5 separate regions of the Mus musculus genome follow, and regions 1, 2, 4 and 5 are each linked to region 3. A link is a contact called in public HiChIP or PLAC-seq and promoter capture Hi-C data. All regions are on one chromosome and are shown on one strand. Each heading gives the region's core, a stretch centred on a gene start, on an enhancer-like site or on the middle of the called end of the contact. The rest is flanking DNA. Distances are from core to core; before and after follow the strand shown. Region 1 holds the start of Acvr2b (activin receptor IIB). Region 2 holds the start of Exog (endo/exonuclease (5'-3'), endonuclease G-like). Region 3 holds the start of Vill (villin-like). Region 4 holds the start of Oxsr1 (oxidative-stress responsive 1). Region 5 overlaps Golga4 (golgi autoantigen, golgin subfamily a, 4).

Region 1 (2,700 bases), core at 45-2,544, 350 kb before region 3:
CACCAGCCGTCCTAATCTCCACGATCTTTTCTCTGGAGTCTTAATGCCCGACTGTCCACGTTTCCTGGAACTGCCCTAAGCCCGCCCCGGAGCTCCTACAAAGTTGAGCACGCTTCAGCACCATCGGGACACAGAAATCAGTGCCTAGGCTTTGGGGGAGAAAGCGCTTTCCCAACACAACTTCGTGCGTACACACCCACACCTTCTAGTCCCAAGCAGACGCGCACCAGCTATCCACAGCCCGCAGGCGGCTGCGAGCTGACCGCGGGTCACTCACGCCCGCCACGTGCCGGCCGAAGCGATCTGAGACCTGTTGGTTCGCCTCTTCAACCCTTCTCCACTCCCAGTTGCCCAAAACAAAAGCGGTCCCACGAGGGCGCATCTGCGGCCCGCTGCAAGAAAAGCGGGCGCAGGTAGGAGCCACTCGCATGAGGATCGCGACGCGGAGTGGCGGGACGGGATGCAGAGGACTCCGGGCGGGCTATGGAAAGCCGTCCGCTTCGCTTTGCGACACCTATGACTCTCAGGGGCGAGCAGCCCCAACCCAGCCGCCCCCAATTAGATGCCCACCCCGCTTGGCCGCCTTCCCCACGCTTAGGTTTTCCCCGCTCTATCCCTGGGGTCCGCACACCCGCGGAACCTGAACCCCGACCCTGACGCTCCAGGTTCCCCCATCACCTAGAACCTCTGCGAGCCAGAATCGCGCAGAGGAACCGCACGGGCGAGCTCGCCTCTAAGATCGCAAGCACCAGAGCGCCCCGCGCGACCCCGATCCCAGGCAGGTGGCGCGGCGCCGAGGCCGCGGGGCCGCCCTTTGTTGGTAAACACCGCGCGCCCCAGGTCCCTGCACCCCCACGACGCGCCCGGTCCTTACCGGCGCACAGCGATCCCCAGAGAAGGGCGAGGGCCGCCCAGGGCGCCGTCATGTTCCGCGGCGCCGCCCCGCGGACACCCGGAGCCCGCGGGCAGGGCCGCGCTGCGCTCCCGGGGCGCGCAGGGCCCGGCGGCGGCTGCGCTCTGCTTCCCGCTCCTTCTCTGGGTCTCGCTTCCAGGAGCGCGCGCTTCTGCGCTTCGGTTCCCAGGCAGTATGCGGAGATAGGGGCTCAGGGCCGCTGCGGGCGGCGCGCAGTGCGGCCCGGGCTATGGGGCGACGCGGGAGCCGGGGGGCGGCGGCGGGGCGCGGGCCAGGGCGCGCCCGACGCGGGCATGGCGCAACGGGGCTGGGCCCGGGCCCCGGGCGCAGGGGCCGAGTCCGGAGGGGCCATGAACGGGGGAGGGGTGGGGGAGGGGACCTGAACCGAGTCCAAAATGGCTCCTGAGCGGTGGCCACGGAGCCGAGCCAGCGGGGAAACCCGGATGTTGGATACAAAGAGGCGGGCGAGCTGGGCGGGGAGGGGGAGGGGAGGCGGGCCCTCCGGCCGCGTGGTCCGCGCCCCCCTTGGGGGCGGGGCCGGAGAGGAACAACAACACCGAGGCTCCGCCCCCCAGCCCGCGCCCTCTGGAGACAGCGCGCCTGCAGCACCAGACTCTAGGGCTAGGCGGGGCGCGCTCTCCGAGCTGGTGGGATTGGACTGCCCACAACTTGGCTGGTGCTTTCCTGCCCCGTGCTATGGAGCCCACGCTACGGGATGCACGCTCCTCTGGGACCCCTGAGTGAGTGGGTAGCTCCTGGTCCCCATAACCTAGGACCTCTGCCCTCCAGCTCCCATTTATGGGCTAATTAATTGGCAGGAAAACGCTGAAGTCTGAATTGACAGCAGTTCCTCACAACGCACGCACAGTTATCTCCAAGCAGAGGAGGACCCACAGAGCAGCTGCAGGTGGGAAAGAACTGTTGGCGACCTGCTTTCTGAAGGATCCTCAGCAATCCAGCATCCTTCATCTTACCTTCAGCACTCCTCCCACCTCTAAAGATCTGTTCAGAACATGCCTCTGTTCCTTTCACACACGCACACACACCAGATCCCTCCATTTCAGATGTTACACAATCAGAGTGTGAGAGCAATCGGCCTCCCAGCTACACTGGAAAAGCCAGTCACTACTCAGGGGAAAAAAATGCTATGGAATCCTCGGATAGTTACCTCCTGCCTCACCAAGAGCAGTGGGTCATAGGAGGAAGGACGCTCCCCCCCGCCGCCCCCCCCCCCCAGCCTGGGTCATTTCATTTGCTCGAGCCTCGGACTTCCCTTATGAAAATGACGGTGTTGAAGTCCTCCAGACTTGGGTAGAGTTTCTTTCTGCTACGGCTTTGGTGTTGAGGTAGGGATCCTCAGCTTCCCAAGAAGTCTGCACCTTGTCTGACAACCTTTGCTCTTAAATGTGGTCTTTTTCCTCTCCTTATGTAATCCTCAGGTGGCCTCGAGCTCGCAGTCCATCTGTGACTCTTCCTATTTTTCGTTCGTTTATTGATTGATTGTGTGTGTGCTCTCTTGCCTGTATCTATGTGCATCCAACATACAGTCATATGTTTCCATATGCCCCGTGCCACCAGCACCCTCCATCTCACATCTGGGCAGCTTTAACAGCAGAGGGCTGAGGGGCTCCTTAGATGTCACTAGGGTCCATTCACGTTGCTAAGTGTATCTTCTATTTCTTTTAAGATTTTTATTATATTTTACTTATTTATATGTGTGTTTGTATGTGTATGTGTGCATGCATGTGTGTGTGTGTGTGTGTGTGTGTGTGTGTGTGTGTGTTAAG
Region 2 (2,700 bases), core at 86-2,585, 390 kb before region 3:
GGGAACGTCTTGCGACTAATAGAGACAAAAATGGCCATCATTTTAGTTTTTCATCAACATGATATATCAGCTGCCAGGTTAAGTATCCATTTCGTTTTTTAAAAGACCTTAACTCCAAGAGTGGGTGCACACACCTGTTTCTCCATGTCTCATGCCTGGCTGGGTCACAGTGAGTACTGGCTCAAAGCAAAAACAGAGCAAACAAGCCCACCCACACTGTCCCTCACTGATACTTCCCCAGTGTTTCAGTTCAAGGAAAGACAGACTGCAGCCTTCACTGCAGTGGGGCTAAGAAACTGACACTTCCTCCTAGAGGACTCAACCCGGAGCTGCTTCCAAGTGACTCCTCCCCATGCCTCCCCAGAGCAGTCCTCTGGCACAATGGCAAGTGTCAAAAGAAGCGGGTGGTTCAGCACGTCCTGGAATGAGATGGGTCTGTGCTCACTTCTCTGTCTAAAGATAAGATGCCCCGTAAATTTAAGGATGTACATACTAGGAAGACTGGGTAGCAGATATTCTTTACGGAAACGCCTTCAAACATTCTTGTTGTGATGTTGTCAATTTGACAGAATCTAGAAACACCTGAGAAGCAGGCCTCCGGGTATTCCTATGGGGAGAGGGGGAATCTTGGCTGTATTAAATGATATGGGGATCCCCAGATTAATTATGGGCTGGGCCATTCCCTGACTGGGATTCGCACTGTATAAACTGGGAGAAAAGGGAGCCAAAAGGCAGCACGTTCGTCCGTTTCCTGACAGTGGAGGGACGTGGCCACATTGTATAAACTGGGAGAAAAGGGAGCCAAAAGGCAGCACGCATTCGTCCGTTTCCTGACGTGGCCAGCTGCTTCGAGCTCCTTCCCCGCCACGATGGGGTGCACCTCGAACGGGGAGCTAAAACAGACCCTTCCCTTAAGTTGCTTCTGTCAGGTATACGTTGTCACAGCAACAGGAAAAGAAACTAAGACACTTACTGAAGGCCAATTCTGTACCAGGCACTGTGCTGCACCTAAGGTGGAGAACAAACAGAGTCTCAGCTCGGGGTGGAGCTAAGGATGGAGGGGTGGTGACGTGTGAGCCCGCAGCCAGGTGAAGAATTTGGGGGAGCAGTGGGGAACCGAGCCGGCTTAGGCTTGCAGACTCACCGTGTGGCTGCCTCGCCAGCTTCGCGGATTCCGCGTCCGGACGCCGGAAAAACTGCAGCGCCGTCAGCCCCGCTCCCGCGGCGCCCACTACAGCCCCGGCCAAGAAGCCATTCAGAAATCGCCGCGAGTCCCTGAGACGGGAAGCGAAGCTCTTTGCAGCCATGACTCGCGGGCGCCAGCACTTTGTCTCTGCCACGCATGCGCACGCGGGGGCTCCGAGGCCGGAATGGTCCAATCGCCGGCTCCGGAACCAGGCGCGCATGCGCCATCCCGAACCGCCTCCCAGAGGCCTTCGCTGCTGAGGGTCTCGCGCGTCCCCTAGAGTCCAGCAGGGGAGGCACGCCTACCTCCATCCCTGGTCCTGGCCAGTTAATGGATGGGTTAAGTGTCCTAGCTTGTCAATTTAATGGTGTGTGTGTACTGTCCTCTGAAGAAATTGTCTTTAGTCCCATTTAATAGTGAGTAAATGCTTGTTCATGATCCATCAAAGATCTCCTAACCTGGGATCCAACTCGATGTGATTCCAAAACCTGTACCCCATTGGACTGTTTGGGGCACTTGCTTCAAAGTCAAAATACACATCAGAGTGTTTGTACCACCTATCGAGTTTCCTGGGAAAACAGTACTCAATGGTAGCCAGAGACTCTGGATGGGCCAGAGCTCAGAAGTTAAATCCTTACCAAACTAGTCCAGTGTGTCAGTCCATGTTATCTCTTTTAATTTGTGCCTAGACAAGCAAGATGGTTCATCAGTAAGGGTGCTTGCCACCAAAACTGACACTTGAATTCAGTCCCTGGAACCTACTTGGTAGAAGAGGACTGACTCCTGAAAGCTGTCCTCTCACCGTCACAGGCATGGGCTTGCCATCCTACATGCACAGGTATGTACAGCCAGACATAAATAAGTCGATGTAATAAACTGTAATTGGGCTTGGTGGAGCCGATCTGTAACCCCAGCGCTAGCAAAGACAAGGAAGGAATTTCTGAGCTCCAGATCAGCTTAGACTACATAGTGAGTTCCAAATGAGTCTCAGCTACATCGCAAGACCCTGTCTCAAAAAAGAAGTTAAAATCATCATCTTAGACGATAGGGATTCATCTCAGGACTAAGGTGGTATACACGGGATGCATGCCGTCAAGTAACACTGTAAATGTTAGCCACTTTATGGGACCTCTCAAATTGGTCTTAGACAAAATTGATGGGCAAATGCCCACTGACAAAGGGAGAACATAAGGTCCAGAGAAATGGCTAAGTGATTAAGAACACTGTCAGCTCTTCTAAAGGGTCTGGGTTCAATTCCCAGCACCCACATGGTAGCTCATGACTGACACCCTCACACCAATGCACATAAAATAAAATTAAGTAAATTGTTATTATTTTTGTTTTTTTTTTTAAGACAGGGTTTCTCTGTGTAGCCCTGGCTGTCCAGGAACTCACTCTGAAGACCGTAAATTATTTTTTGTAAAAAGAAGAATATTCGTGTTTAATAGACTCCCACTCAGATCAATGGGTCTTCACCTGGCAGCAGTCTCCAGCTTCCCATAAAAAGAGCATTG
Region 3 (2,700 bases), core at 24-2,523:
GTTGTTGATTGACCAAGGGAGTCACCAGGCGTGCCAGCAGCACCTCTAGTTGAGGTCATTGTGTGACAATGACATATATGATGGATGGGCACAGTGGTCACACAATGGTCCTTTCCAGCAACGGAGAACATGGCACACCATGGTGGGTATAGTGACTTGCAACAGGACCCTTCAGCAAGGACAGAGTCTATACATCAAACCAGCTACAGGAAAATGATTAGGGACCCAGACAGACAGAGACCCGAGGCACAGAGCCAGAAGGTAGTGGCCAGGTAGCTCTAAGGGCCACAGTGGAGTGGGAAGGACACCGTCCAACTTCGGGGCCACAGAGAAGAGGAGGGCATATTGGCAGCTGGAAGCAGTGTCTAACCTGGCTTCTCAGAGAGGGGCAGCAGTGGCCCAGGGGTGGCTGGGAAGGAGCCCCAAAACCCACAGCCTGGAGAGTCAGACTGGAGCTGAGCCCCCATCCCTCTTGCTAGAGGAGGCAAGAGAACTTTAAAGCACGGGGTGTCTTTACTCCTCTTACACTTTGTGTTCCCTCCCCTCCCGCTAGAGGTTTCTTCTCTTCCCACGGAGTCACCCGTGGCTCACGAGAGCCCCAGCCCATGTGTGTCCCCTTTTACCAGTACATCCCCCATGGGGACCCCATCTCCCCCACCCCCTGCCCTCCTAGAAGCCCTCTCATTTCCCAGGGTGAAGTTCCTTTCTCTCCGACACTGGCTTTCTCTCTGCCCCTCTCCGCAGGGGCTCTAACCCACTGTGTGTGTGTGTGTGGGGGGGAGGGGGTCCCAGTCTCCTTGGCGGCCAGGCCGCTTGTCTTGTCGTTTGTCGCCTTCCTTCAGGTGACCCTTCTCCCTTCCAGCCGACCCCTCCTCCTGAACAAGGTGTACTTGAGGGTAGACCTCGAGATTCCTTTGCTTAACTTCCAGGAAGGGAGGGCATAGCCTGCTGGAGGGTCGTGAGTCAGGCGAACTGACTCTGGGGGGTGACAGAGAGCCCACCCACGCAAAACCCGCCGCTTCTTCCTCTCACGCTGGCTTGCCACAGTGGTCCTCCTCCACCCACGCGCAGATAGCCAAGCGTTCTCACCGTGGGGCTGCCCTCAATCCTACCAGCCTTCAGCCGCTGTATGATCCCCGAGCCCTAGAACGCCATGCCTTCCCTCTGCGTTCCCAGCAACCCCTCTACCGGGTCCCCCACCCCCACCCCAGTCCAGGCCTACCTTCTGGGAACTGCCTCTGCACCTTCCTTCACTCAGCCTGTGGGCAACACTAGGCCCCTCCCTCCGAACTGTAACTCAATCCCAGCTCCCGCCTTGCAGGACACACCCCGTGCTCTGTGCAGCATGGACAGGGAGGGCATTCAGAGTTAGTCAGTCAATAAATATTGACCAAGCCGTCTGGGAGCCAGCCCCCTTCCCGTGGCCTGGTAGATTACTTCTTCGGTACCAGTGGGCAGAGAAGGCTAGGGGTGGAGGCCTGATCAAGGCTGAGGTGGACTGTGGAATACACCGATTTCTCATTGGGGAGCTCAAGTGGGCAACCGCCCCCCTACCCCCGCGGGTTGGGCTCCTTTTGGATCTAGAGGTTCAGACCACCATAGTGAGTCAAGTGATATGAAGGTCATTTTAGGAGGTGGAGGAAACGCCCGGGGCTGCCTCCCAGAATTTCTGACCCCGACCTCCCATCTCGGGCTGGCTGCCCAGCACAGAGGTCCCCAGGGAGCCTGATATCCATCGTGGGAGAGGCCGGTGGAGTCTACAGCAAGGAGATCCCTTCCACACCCTGGCTGCCCCTCTGTTACTCCTGATTGTGGGATAGGAGGACGCTGGAAATAGAACCTTCCAGAAATGCCTGGGACACAACTTTCCTTTACCTCCTGCCTGTCACAGCACAGATCTCAGTCACAGCCAGCGTCAGCCAGCACATGCCTTCCCTTCAACCCCACTAGATCCTGCCTGCAGACAGTATGCAAGACCTCTCTCTGCAGCGGATTCTTCACTTACAAAGTCTCATGGCTCAGGACTAGACACTCCAGAAACTCTGGGCCAGCCTGTGCCCAGTGGTCAGTGTGTGTATGTGTTTTATTTTGCTTTGTTTTGGTCAGACAGTGTCATACTGTATAGCCCAAGCTGTCCTGAAACTCACAGTCCTCCTGCCTCAGCCTCCTGAGGGTTGGGATAGACAGATGGACATATGCAAGAGACACGGTTGTGGGTTAGCTGTGTGTAAAGGAAGCCTGTGTCACGAGGAACTTGGCTAGTCCTGTGTCTGGCTCACAGTAGAGAGTGTTGGGCTTCCTCTGTGCTCTCAGTCACCTGTCCCCTGTCCCCATGTCCCGTGTCACCATCCCCTTTCCCCTTTCCCAATCTGCTGGACTCTCACTTCTGTGTGGCCAGTGTTGGCTGGTTCCGGTAACACCTTCCCCTTCTTCTCTCTCCATCTGTCTCTTCTGGGGTCTCTAAGGGTCAGCGTGTACACAGCCCAGACCTCAGTCCCTCTCCATTGTCCACTTTACTTGCAAGTTCCAGGCCCAAGGGTGAAAGACCCCTGGTTTCCCAGCCTCTTCCCCTCTCTCATCCCCCGACCCCCCACCTAAACATGGTCTTCTCCCTGGACTGGGTAGTCACATTGCTTCCTGCATACTGCCCTGCTCTGGGAGCCAGCTTCAGCCAGTTGGTGGCATGAGTCACCCTCTGTC
Region 4 (2,700 bases), core at 26-2,525, 270 kb before region 3:
ATGAGTACACTGTAGCTGTATTTAGACATACCAAATGAGGGCATTGGATCCCATTTCAGATGGTTGTGAGCCACCATGTGGTTGCTGGGAATTGACCTCAGGACCTCTGGAAGAGCAGTCAGTGCTCTCAACCACTGAGCCATTTCTCCAGCCCTGAAACACATTTCTACAGCAAGACCTTGCACCTTTGCCGGGTCTGGAATATTCTGTCCTCCCATTTTCTGTTTGCTGAGATCCCCTTAGCACTGTAAGGTCTGGCCCAAATGGGACCTCTTCTTGAGATGTTCCATAAGTCCTATCAACCAGACGCGCTCATGGCCTTCCCACCGAAGAGCTCAGCAGTGCTGCTCAGCTGAACACTTTGTCCGCAGCGACCCTGTCCAGGTTGATGTTTTAATGTTTTGTTTCACCAAAGCGCGATCTTCTAAGGCCAAGAAAACGGAACTTATTTTTGTGAAGATGACAAAAGCCAGGGCCGGGGGCCTAGAGCTGACCCCTAAGTCGCGTGACAGAAACCACTGAACAGTCAAGGCGCTGCCTGGGCAGAGACAACTAACCTAGGTCCCAGGCAGGTGCTGTTTCTTTAGACCCGAAGCGGAGAAAAGACAGAAACCGCTTCCTCCCGGATCCTGGAGGCGGCGCTGAGTACTTCCGCCTTAGGAAAAAAAAAAATGTCATCACGGGCCGAGCTTCCGGCTCCACTCGGGAGCCCGCAAGACCTTTTATCCTAGTTGGCCTTCGTCCGCGCACCCCACCCGGCCGCTCCCTCGGGCTTCTCCACACCCCGGGGCGCGGTTTGCACGTCTCGAGGGTGTGACCGTGACGCCGTGACGTCACCTCAGCGAACCCGGTCCTGAAAGGTTTTGGCGCTCGGTAGGAACTGGGAGTCAAGTTCCCGGAGGCGGGACTAACATATGACTGATGTCCACACGCTCCAGTTGCCGTTCTCATGCTTTCTCAAACCAACCAATGAATGCAAAGCAGAGAGGGCAACGCCCCTCCCTCAGCTTCTAGAGGAAGCGCCGCTCCTTCGGTTTAGCACTCAGTGGCCGCCATGCTTGGTGTGGCTCCTCGTTCTGCGGCAGTTTGCTCTGTTTTGGCTTTCAGACGCCCTCAGTGAACTCCTCCACGAGCACTTCTGCTCTCTAACTATCGACTTCCACTCTTTCCGGCTTCCTTCTCGCTTGCCTCTTGTCCGGCCACACTCAAGATGGCGGCCGGGGGGCGGCGAGCCGCGGCCAGGCTTCCCCGGCGTGGTGACGTCAGCGCGCTGCGTGTCGGCAGGTGGAGGGAGAAGGGAAAGTTTGGCCCGTGCTTGGGGTTCGGGTGGAGGGCGGGACGGAGGGGCAGGGCTGGGTAGAAGCTTGTTTCGCGGTGCCGCGGAGGTTAAGGCCGGCTCGTGGGCTGGGCCGGGGACTGCGGGACGCGGAGCCGCGGGAGGCGAGGTCGGTCGCAGCCGCGCGTCTCCGCCTCGGGGCCGCGCTTGACCCGCGCGCCCCGGCGTTGTGCGCCCCAAGGCTGGGCCAAGCGGCGGGTTGGGGGCGGCGGCTGGGCGTGGGGAGGCGCGCGGCGAGGTGACCTGAGAGCCCGGAGCGTGAGGAGCACGGAGCCAGGCGCTGCAGCCGTCATGTCCGAGGACTCGAGCGCCCTGCCCTGGTCCATCAACAGGGACGACTACGAGCTGCAGGAGGTGATAGGTGAGAGCCGAGGGGCGACGCGCCGGGGTTCTGGGCCCGAGCCTTGCTGGGCACTGGTGCGAGCCGTGCGCCTAGGGTGGGGCTCCCTTCGGAGGGAGAAGCGTACCTGAGACAGATGCGTCCTGTGCAGAAGAGCCATGTGGATGGGCGGCAGGCCTGGCTCAGGGGGCACTAGGGTCCGTGGGCAGAGCCGCGTGGCTCTGGGATTGTGGGGTCTGTGCACTTGAGTCCATCCCTGCATCCACGCGACGATGCACTATTTCGCAGGTGTGAGGCTGAGGGCAGCTCCAGGTACCGGTGCTGAGCAGGTTAGACCCGCCTCTAGCTCTTTACAACTGACTTCTCAGATCCCGGAGGCAGACGTCAACTACATAGAAAGAATGGGAAAAGCGGTAACAGGTCTCAGTAGGTGGCCGGAAGGAACCGGGCAAGATGTTATAAGGAGTGGTTTGAACAAGTTACGTGATTTCAAGGAAAAGTTGAGCCCTCAAAGCGAGTCGGAGGAAGATCGCCTTTCCCCCTCCATTGAGGAATAAGAAAATACTTAGACTCTGAGGAGAGAGAGAGTGCTTGATAAGTTGAGGGACCAGAAAGAGGGCACACATTAGTCTCAGGGACCTTTAAAGCTATGGTAAAGATTTGGAGTTTCAAGTTGTCCTTGGAGGGCTTCAACTAGGGACCATGGCTCGCTCCATAAATCTGGCTATTATGTGTGAAGTGGCCCTGAATAAGATCCGAGAATACCAGTTGGTCGACAGCAAGCATGGATTGTTACTCTCAGAGGTGCAGCGTGCTTGAGGAGGTTAAGCGGCTAGGGATGAGGGAGAGTTTGTAGCCCAGCAGTAATGCAGTGGCCATAGAAATCGAAGGGAAATGGGTTTAGCAAAACAAAGGCTTAATCAGCAGACCACTGTTTGTTGGAAGAAGTCTGTCTACACTGATAGCATTCTACCTTAAAATTAGCTTTACAATAGAGACCTGCCAAAAATCCCAGAGCTTCCTT
Region 5 (2,700 bases), core at 178-2,677, 490 kb after region 3:
TACATAACACAGAGGAAAGGACTGGAAGGCTGCGACAGCTCTCACAGTAGCTGTCATGTCAGAAAGGGGGACAGATGCCCAACACAAGTGGTAATCTCTATCCTTCAGAATTACTGACACAGGAATATGTTTGTCCATCATGCACTTAACTTCGTGGGTACATATGTCCCATCTTTCAAAGTCCTGTAACACATTTCTGAGCACAACCTCTGAGGCCCATGCTAGGCTCTGACTACACAGTATTTCTCATGGAACTCAGCACTCAAAGCCTTAGAACTTAGAAGGAACACTGCATCAGCTTGATGCCAGCGATTTGGGAGGCGGAGCTGGGAAGACGGCTTGAGCAGAAGCTGACTAAACTCAAGGCTCAAGCCTGGGAAACATGGCAGGACCTACCATCTCAAGTAAAACAAAGTCAAAACATTGAGAATGGAGAGACTACGGGAACAGTTCTGTGTATGGATAGTCTCTTCCCTCTTCTGAGACAAGGATAAGAACTCAGCATCTGTGTCGGCTTCACAATGCACCAACACTCTGTCAGTGAGGATACAGCATCAATACTCTTGAGGCCAGGGAAGCTCCTGGTACGAAGACACGTGTTTTCATAGAAGCAGTACTTAACAGCAAAGGTGTGCCCTCACCCACAGCCACACGCTAAGCAGACAGACAGAACTTGTTCACAGCTCTCTGTAACAGGAAAAAGGCCCTTTTCACTTGGTCGCTAGTGAGGGGTGCTGCTCAGACAGGCTTTTAGAGGCTTCGTCCCTGCACTCTGGAAAGGAGAGCCACGTAGCTGGCTGTTGAGAAACTGCAGCCCTCAGTGACTGATAACCTGTAAGAAATCTCAAGGGTGGAGTTGCAGTCTGCTAGATTGTCTGTGGAAAGGCCAGGAAGCACTGAGAAACAGCAAAGTTTAGCTTTGAATGTGGAAGCCTGGATTTAAATTCCAGTACTGCACTTAACATGAGATCTGAACATTTGGTTTTAATTGCATTGAGTGAAAAAGGAACTTGAGTTCTCAAAGGCCCTTGGGTCAAATGAGCTGAATGTGTGGCAGTGGGCAAGCCAAGCTGAGGAAATGGCCACACTTCCCAGACCCCCGAGAAGCAGCTCACACTGTCCTTGGTGCTCTCCTCCTGCTCCAGCCTCTGCTGGTATTTCTTCTGGAGCTCCTCGAGCTGGGTCTGCAGGTCCGTCACTTTGCCAGTCATTTCTTCTTCACGGGCCTTCAGCATGAAAACAGCAATGTGGCAATGTTAAAAAGCAGGCAGAGGGAGAGTTACCCAACAGTCACACATGTGTGGGACACAGAACTCGTCACTCCTTCCTGACCCAATCTAAGGCTGGACCAGCGCTGCTCACTCTTCTTGGAATGCCATGGCTCCCATACACTGCCTCTGTCCCTGTCAACCAAGGCCAGCAGCTGCTTCCCCCATGGTATCATCAGGTCTGACTGTGCACAGATCCTAGGGTTTAAGGCTGGGTGCTGTCTATAGTGGGGTTCCTACAGATACTCAGGAAATAAGGGAGTACTTTCCCACTGGGTAACTCACGAGTTGGTCCTTGAAGCTTGTCTACTGACCTGCACATTTCATACCCATCCGTCCTCACATCACGCCGGCAGTGCTCAAGTAACATAATACAACAAACGAAAAATAGACAAGGCTGAACCAGAAAAGACTTAGATGACTTTTGTCCCCACGGTCCTGCTTAGAAGTCTGACACACAGATCACCTTCTGTTGTGTTCTAAGGGCACTCAGATCTTGCCTCAGTCAGACATCATGCGAGACCTCTGTGCTAACTGATCTCGCTGAGTGAGCACCGCCTCTAGGCGTCACTGAACAGGAGCGGACTGTCAGACGCCTGGGAAGCACCGTTCTCAAAGACAAGCAGAAGGCTAGGCACAAACAGTGTGATGAGCACAGGACACTTGAAAAATCCGATTCTTCTCATGAAACTTTCCGAAGCTACGGGAAACAAAGCAGCAGAGCCCAGGCTGTGGTGCTGGGCATCAGACGTCTCCTCAGCGAGGTACACCGACCTAGCCCCGCACGCAATACCATTGCCCTGTAACTGAAAGGTCACTGTCCGAGGCCTTGGCTGCTTTGAGTCCACCTGCACATCCCTGTGGCTACCCAGACTCCATAGCTACTTACTCAGGCACATTCAGACATTCAGCTATGTCCGACACTTCCTTTGATAGCTGCAGATTACCAAATAAGCTAAGGCAAGCCTTCTAAGCATTAGAAAAAAATCCCAATACATTGTCCAGAACTTAAAAATAGCTCTGGACCTGGAGCCACCAACAAGGTACCACCAGGCCCTGTGCAAATCCCTAGTTTATCAAAACAGAAAGAAGAAAAGGAGGAAGAGGGAAGGAGGAGAGAGACAAGCAGAGGTTCTGTCCCTTAAAAACAACAAACAAGAATGAAAGTGATTCTCACTATATTGATTCAAGCTTTTCTAAATAAAAATTAAAGTGAAAACCTTTTAAAGATGCAGCACAGAGAGGCCAGGGGCTGACTCAGCAGATAAAGTGTCTGCTACACAGCCCTGATTCACAGGGAAAAGCCAGGTTTGGTGGTACAGGTCCATACCCCACGTCTTGGTGGGACGTTCCCGAGGGTCAATCCACCACGGGAGTTCCAGCTTCAGTGAGTGACTGAGCCACAGGAAGCAAGATGGGGAGCGACTGAGGA

Evidence for each region. Promoter capture Hi-C pulls out the DNA fragments that hold promoters and counts their contacts. HiChIP or PLAC-seq counts read pairs in DNA pulled down with a chosen protein or histone mark.
Region 1: an H3K27ac HiChIP or PLAC-seq map of extraembryonic endoderm stem cells shows a contact between it and region 3. The contact joins the promoter of Acvr2b here to the promoter of Vill in region 3. A contact is called at or near these places in 3 of 115 datasets of contacts at active chromatin or transcription factors (embryonic stem cells, extraembryonic endoderm stem cells and pancreatic cancer cells).
Region 2: a promoter capture Hi-C map of liver shows a contact between it and region 3, with 2.8 times the contacts expected there. The contact joins the promoter of Exog here to the promoter of Vill in region 3. A contact is called at or near these places in 3 of 39 promoter capture datasets (the C10 cell line, embryonic stem cells and liver).
Region 4: an H3K27ac HiChIP or PLAC-seq map of extraembryonic endoderm stem cells shows a contact between it and region 3. The contact joins the promoter of Oxsr1 here to the promoter of Vill in region 3. A contact is called at or near these places in 3 of 39 promoter capture datasets (embryonic stem cells, hippocampal neurons and liver), 2 of 115 datasets of contacts at active chromatin or transcription factors (extraembryonic endoderm stem cells and trophoblast stem cells) and 2 of 9 other capture datasets (adipose tissue and pancreatic islet).
Region 5: a promoter capture Hi-C map of cranial neural crest shows a contact between it and region 3. The contact joins the enhancer-like site here to the promoter of Vill in region 3. A contact is called at or near these places in 8 of 39 promoter capture datasets (the 3T3-L1 cell line, the HPC-7 cell line, cranial neural crest and 5 more), 2 of 115 datasets of contacts at active chromatin or transcription factors (SST interneurons and craniofacial prominence) and 3 of 9 other capture datasets (adipose tissue, liver and pancreatic islet).

The regions. Positions count from the first base shown.
Region 1 is chr9:119,400,772-119,403,471 of GRCm38.p6, reverse strand. Acvr2b (activin receptor IIB) reads right to left here and starts at 1,294. Exons shown (of 11, transcript NM_001313757.1): 1 at 875-1,294. The coding sequence starts at 926.
Region 2 is chr9:119,443,595-119,446,294 of GRCm38.p6, reverse strand. It overlaps Exog (endo/exonuclease (5'-3'), endonuclease G-like), which reads right to left and starts at 1,335. Exons shown (of 6, transcript NM_172456.4): 1 at 1,145-1,335. The coding sequence starts at 1,307.
Region 3 is chr9:119,051,351-119,054,050 of GRCm38.p6, reverse strand. Vill (villin-like) reads right to left here and starts at 1,273. Exons shown (of 20, transcript NM_001164567.1): 1 at 1,223-1,273.
Region 4 is chr9:119,321,002-119,323,701 of GRCm38.p6, reverse strand. It overlaps Oxsr1 (oxidative-stress responsive 1), which reads left to right and starts at 1,275. Exons shown (of 18, transcript NM_133985.2): 1 at 1,275-1,697. The coding sequence starts at 1,628.
Region 5 is chr9:118,564,083-118,566,782 of GRCm38.p6, reverse strand. Golga4 (golgi autoantigen, golgin subfamily a, 4) reads right to left here. Exons shown (of 24, transcript NM_018748.3): 18 at 1,116-1,226. Among named protein-coding and RNA genes, the nearest start is that of Itga9, 41 kb to the left of the region's middle. Within about 2 kb of position 1,427, at least 3 of the 459 cell types and tissues checked have an H3K27ac peak or open chromatin away from gene starts, as enhancers often do.